2 separate regions of the Mus musculus genome follow, and region 1 is linked to region 2. The links are chromatin contacts, called in public promoter capture Hi-C maps. All regions are on one chromosome and are shown on one strand. The core of a region is the stretch at or near the end of the contact, and the rest is flanking DNA. Distances in the headings are between cores, read along the strand shown.

Evidence for each region. Promoter capture Hi-C pulls out the DNA fragments that hold promoters and counts their contacts.
Region 1: a promoter capture Hi-C map of embryonic stem cells shows a contact between it and region 2. The contact joins the promoter of Pacs2 here to the promoter of 1700127F24Rik in region 2. A contact is called at or near these places in 3 of 39 promoter capture datasets (cranial neural crest, embryonic stem cells and neural stem cells), 1 of 15 datasets of contacts at CTCF or cohesin (the G1E-ER4 cell line), 28 of 484 Hi-C or Micro-C datasets (B cells, the Ba/F3 cell line, CD4 T cells and 16 more), 20 of 115 datasets of contacts at active chromatin or transcription factors (CD8 T cells, DN3 thymocytes, the HPC-7 cell line and 11 more) and 3 of 9 other capture datasets (adipose tissue, liver and pancreatic islet).

What each region holds. Positions count from the first base shown.
Region 1 is chr12:113,013,183-113,015,882 of GRCm38.p6, forward strand. Pacs2 (phosphofurin acidic cluster sorting protein 2) reads left to right here and starts at 1,326. Exons shown (of 24, transcript NM_001081170.1): 1 at 1,326-1,500. The coding sequence starts at 1,382.
Region 2 is chr12:112,874,504-112,877,203 of GRCm38.p6, forward strand. 1700127F24Rik (a long non-coding RNA gene) reads right to left here and starts at 1,323. Exons shown (of 6, transcript XR_873068.2): 1 at 1,110-1,323; 2 at 771-887; 3 at 559-659; 4 at 1-197.

The DNA of each region.
Region 1 (2,700 bases), core at 76-2,575, 140 kb after region 2:
GCCTCTGGTTTCCTAGGTACAAGCCTTACTACTGGCCCCAATAGGGCTGCAATGTCAGACAATATTCATTTCAGCTGGCCACAGACTGACAGACCCTCTGGACTTTGTTTTACCACCCCAGCGAGTGAGGAACATGAGGAAAACACAGGTCCCCTTGTTCTCTTCAAAGCAGACTCTGGCTTTAAGCAGCTGCAGCTGTTTGCAGCTCCCATCCTGGAGTTACAGCAGGAGGCTGCCTCTGGCAGAGGAGCTCCAAATGTAGATGGCAAGGGGTTGGGGTGTCATAGCAGAGGAGGGACCACCCCCACAATGCCTTCCTGGGAAGAAAGGCAGAAAACAGGACTATTGGGTAAACCTGAAGGGCAAGGAGGGACAGCCAGGTCAGATTGATTTGAGTTAGAATTGTTTCAATAAGCTTACTAGAAGATAATAAGACATGGAACCTAGCGGGAGAAAGGCAATTGTGTAAAGCCGTGGATACAAAGAAACAAGACATGCCAGAAAAGCTTTTCCCTAAATTTGTTGACTTTGACCAAAGACAGCCAAAAAGAGGGGGAGGGACATCTGCCACTGAGAGCTTCTTCCTGAGGCCCAGAGCCTAGCCGGCCTTCTCCAGGCCATGCCTGGAATCCCCTGCCTACTGGGCCCTGCAGTCTGATCGGCCACCCGCCCCTCCTATTGGCCCAAGTTCACTGCGAGCAAGGGAGAATGCACCCTGTACCAAATATTTGAGATGCTCTTGAGAAAAACTTAAAAATAAATAAATAAAGCACTGCTGAATATAGGAGGAGGCTGGATGGGCGGAGGTTGCTGGATGGGGCAGCTAGGGAGGACAGATGGTGGCTGAAACTCCTCAAGGAATAAGGGTGGGTGGGGCCTACAGAGTGCGAGAGCCAGGCCTTAGGGGCCTGTGCGGGGACACGCAGGATGGCAACCGGATGAGAGTCACCGGGATACATGGTCACGTCCCTAGGCCCGCGGTCCGCCGCAGGGAGCGTGAGGGGTTCGTAGACCTGGTCACTCCCGCAGCCATCACGTCGCTCGCCTGAGTCCCTGAGAGGGGCACAGCCTGTGCGCCGCCGCGCGCGCTCGCTCCCGCGGCTGGGCGCCGGAGACGCCCTGGGGCGCGCGCCTCACTTCCGGTGGGCGGTGATTGGGTGCGCCGCGCGAGCCCTGCCCCGTCGACCAATAGGCGGCGCGGTGCGGCAGGGGGCGGGGCGCGGGCGCAGCCTGGACACCGCCCGCGGGCCTGCCGGACTCCCGCCGCCCGCCGGCGCCATGTGACCGCGCCGCCGCCCTCCGCGCGCCCGGCCCGCCCGCCCGCCGCGCTCCCGCGGCCCGGCGCAGCCCCAGGCCGCCGAGGGACGGCGGGGCCGGCGCCATGGCCGAGCGGGGCCGCCTCGGCCTGCCCGGCGCGCCCGGAGCGCTCAACACTCCGGTGCCCATGAACCTGTTTGCCACCTGGGAGGTGGACGGCTCCAGCCCCAGCTGCGTGCCCAGGTACGCCCCCGTGCTGCGCTTTGTCCGCGCGCACCTGCCTGCGGGCCGGGACCCCGCGCCCCCGAGCGCGCGCGGGTGACTGCAAGGCGAGGGCCGGGGCGGGGCAGCGGGCCTGTGGCTCGCCCGGCCGGTGCTCTGCCCGCACCTTGACACCTGCGTCCCGGGCCGGGCTGCGCAGCGGACCTCAGGCGGTGGAGCTCTCGGCTAGTGCCACAGCTCTCCTCCGGCGTGCAGCGGCACTGTCACACCCCAGAGGCCTGGGCCTGAGGCTCCCGGGACACGCCGCTGTCTCCTCTCCATCTACCCTGCGGGTGAGGTCTGCGCTCTCTTCACCTGTCGGCCTTGTGTCCGGCGTTGTGACGAGAGCTCCCGAGACCGTTGTACTCTTTGCTTGGAGCTGTTAATTTTGCCGTTGCACAAGCCTGGTCTTTCTCCCCTGGGTAGGCGACCTCCTCCTCGCCCCGTGGAAAGGGTTAGACAAAATTTACCCGCTGGGCGGACACTGTGGCCACCCATCTCTGTGTGGACTACAGCTTCCCATTCTAGTGCCCAGCTTGAAACTTTTGTGATTTCTTGACTTGGCTCCTACTCGGGAGCTTCAGCTAGTGAGAGAAAAGAGGAACTCTAGACACCAGGTTGAGGGCGCTCCAGGCTTCCCTCTGGGGAGTCAGGGAAAGTGGCCTTATCACCAAAGAGCCTTCCAGGCACAGAACTTGGACAGTGTGCCCTGGAGGGGGATCTGAGTAGAGAGATGCTAGGAAGGAGAAGGGGAACTTTCTGTGTTCTTTCAGCAGGCCTCTGAGTGTGGTGTTGGGGGTACAGAGGCCACTAGATAGTGGTTTTACCCTTCTAGAATGCACAAGGCCCTCTGGGTCTGTCTGTGGCTTTGGGAAAGGAAGGATGGATCTGAGGGGCATCTGGAGGACTGAGACCTGAGGGTCAGCTTTTGCCTCAGTGGGAGCATCTCCCAGGCCCCTAAAGCAGGGTGGGGGGAGGGAGAGATGAACTGATCTCCACACTTAATTCTGGCTCTCTACAGCATTGCCCTGAGACTTCACACTGGCCCTTGAATTCCTTTAGCAGTCTCTGAGTTCCCTTAATGAGAGCCAAGGGTCCCCATGCCCCCCACCCCATACACCAGTCAGCCTTTCTCTTTCTCCCTCCCTCTTCTGTTCCCCCTTCCTTCTTTTTCAGAAACAC
Region 2 (2,700 bases), core at 73-2,572:
GCTAGGAGCGCACCAAGCCTTCGCCTATGTTGTATTTGCAAAATAACCGGGTGAAGTACGGATTGCTATTGTTCTCAATTTGCAGATTCAGAAATCCAGGTGTAATGCATTCTCACCCAGATGCAGCCCTCCCAACATAGAGTTTTGCACAGAAACCAGTTATTCGTGACACTGGAGACTTGATGACTTGCACAGATCTGTGACAAGGGGAGAAGAGGGCAAGACCAAGAAGAGGCGAGATTCCCGATTGATCCCCTCTCTGTCTGTCCCCTCCCTAGGAAAGATGAGCCTCATAAGCACTCAGGTGGAGTAAGACTAAATCTAACTTCTTTACCCCTAACCACTCCATAGGACCAGCCCCGACTCCCTCCCTTCTGGGAACCCAGTTCTGCCTATCAAACCACTGGACTCATAGGGACCCTCTGAGCACATTGCAGGGGAGTTTCAGGAGGCTTCGTTGTGGTCCCAACAACTTCTACCCTGGGCCTGCTGGGCTAGGGAGGGTAAGATCAGGAAGAGATGGGATTCCCCCCACCCCCACCCCAGATGCACACAAACCTCTTTCCTTCTTCTAGGCCAACCTCCTCAGAGTCCCTCACTCACTGAGTAGGGGAATCCATCTCTGCCAAAGATGCCAGGTGAGGGCTACAAAACAGCCACTAGAGAAAGCCAAGAGGGCAGTGAATTGCAGCCACTTTACCAAATGGTTTGTGCCTCTATCTACCAATCTATGCAAAAGGTTTTATTTCCATGTCACGATGGGACAATACCTGATGAATGTGTCATTGTCGCAGTTTCTGGGAGCAAACCACAGGAGCCCCTACGGAGCCACCTCTCCCGAACCTCCTCAGCAGCTGCTCAGTTGCTTTATCATGATGCTCTGGGCTCTGGGAGCAAGAGAGTGTCAGACTAAGTGTAGACAGACAGGCACAGGTGCATGCTCTTATGCATTAGTCACCAAAGCCTTACCCACGTATTCATGTCCCAAACCATATAGATGGCTATAAATGTCTAGTCCCAGAACCCCTATGCTAGGTCACTGTGGGTTTCCCAAGTTTTGTGTCATAGAAAACGGAGTCTAGGACCAAACACCTCAGCCTGACCCACACCTCCTTCAGCATGGTCACCCGAAGGTCCAAGCTGAGTACGTTCTCCCAGACGAGCAGTGATGAGACCAGCTGGCCTCCTCTGGCACGCGGACATAGGCTGGGAAAGCTAGCCTAAAACCTAAGTCAACACTGCGGCCACCAGGGGGCACCCAGCTCCACAGATAAGGTGGGAGACCATGTTCTTGGAGCCAGAGAGGGCTCCGGAGGCAGAGTGTTGGCTGGGACCTCACATCATCATGACGACTCAGGGAGGTAGTATTGTGATGCCATTCTCCCACTGAGGACACGTGCCAGAGAAAGGGACATCATTGGTCCTGACACTTAGGGCTGGAAGACTTGGGCCTCAGAATTTTCCAAGTTTACCCTGAACCAGCTTGTGTCTAGCTTGCGTCCAGCTTGCTGCATGACTCCAGGAATGTTACTTGACCTTGAGGTTGATGGTGGTGTGAGGAAGCAATAATTGGACCCTGGGACCAGGGGTCTATCCTCAGCCAGTACAGGGGCTTCAGGGCTGCTGTTTACAGGCAGGTTCCTATTACTCAGCGGGAGGAGAGTTTGCAAAACTCCATCGACTCCTATAAAGAACCCCTGCTGCCTGATGCAACTGTAGAATGCCCACCTAACAGTGCCCCCTCCCCACTGTGGCCCTACCAGCCCAGAGCCAGTACAACAGGCAGGAATTGGATTGGCAGTGTGGACCCCCTTTGACCCTCCTGCCTAATGCCATCCAGGGCAGCCAGATTGGGCAAGGCCACCGCCTGGATCTGGCAAAAGTTACCGCCTGCCTCCCAGGCAGCTGGAGCTGAGTGCTGGTAGCGCAGTCTTTCCCACGCTCCGTGATGCCAGTCTTGGCACTCCAGCTCCGCCCCACCCTTGCCTTGCTGGGCCCCGGGCACCCGGAATGTGGCTGAAGATTCTGTCCCCCTGGGCCACAGATTCCTGTCTCAGTGGGTGTGGGCGGAGGCCCGCTTTCCGCCCTTTGATCCCGGCCAACTCCAGCTAGCGGGCCACGCCCAAACCCTGCCAGCCCGGCCCAGGCGCAAGATGGAGGCGGGGCTAGTCTCGACTCCCCAGGCTCTCGAACTCTGGCTCCTAGAGTTCTGGCTCTATCTTGGAGTTCTAGCACCAGCAGTGATTGACTCCTTACTACCCAATGTGCAGCCTGATGCCGGTCAGGGCTGCAGCCAGACAAGGAAATCCGAGACTCTTCTAGTACGGTTTCTCTCGTGGTCGCTGTGAGCTGGGTGGTAGTTTGCCTATCTCCAATCTCTCTCAACAACTAATCCTGGGACATGGGATCGACTAGAGGGAAGGAGAGGCACCCTCTAAGCCCAGGAAGACAAGGGCAGCGTCTCAGAACCCAAGGGGATGGGCTAGTTCCGGAGTCCACCAGAGGTGGTCTCCAGAGGTTATGGGAGCTCCTGAGATGCGCAGCCATCTGGAGAGATCACTTGCCTCAGTTTCCCCATTTACTGGATAGAATGACAGTAATGAATATCCTGTTTCCACACTTGTGGTGGTTGGAGTGGGCTTTGGACTTACTCCATCCTTCCAAGTGGCCTCACTACGCTTTTCTAGTCGAGCCACGGAA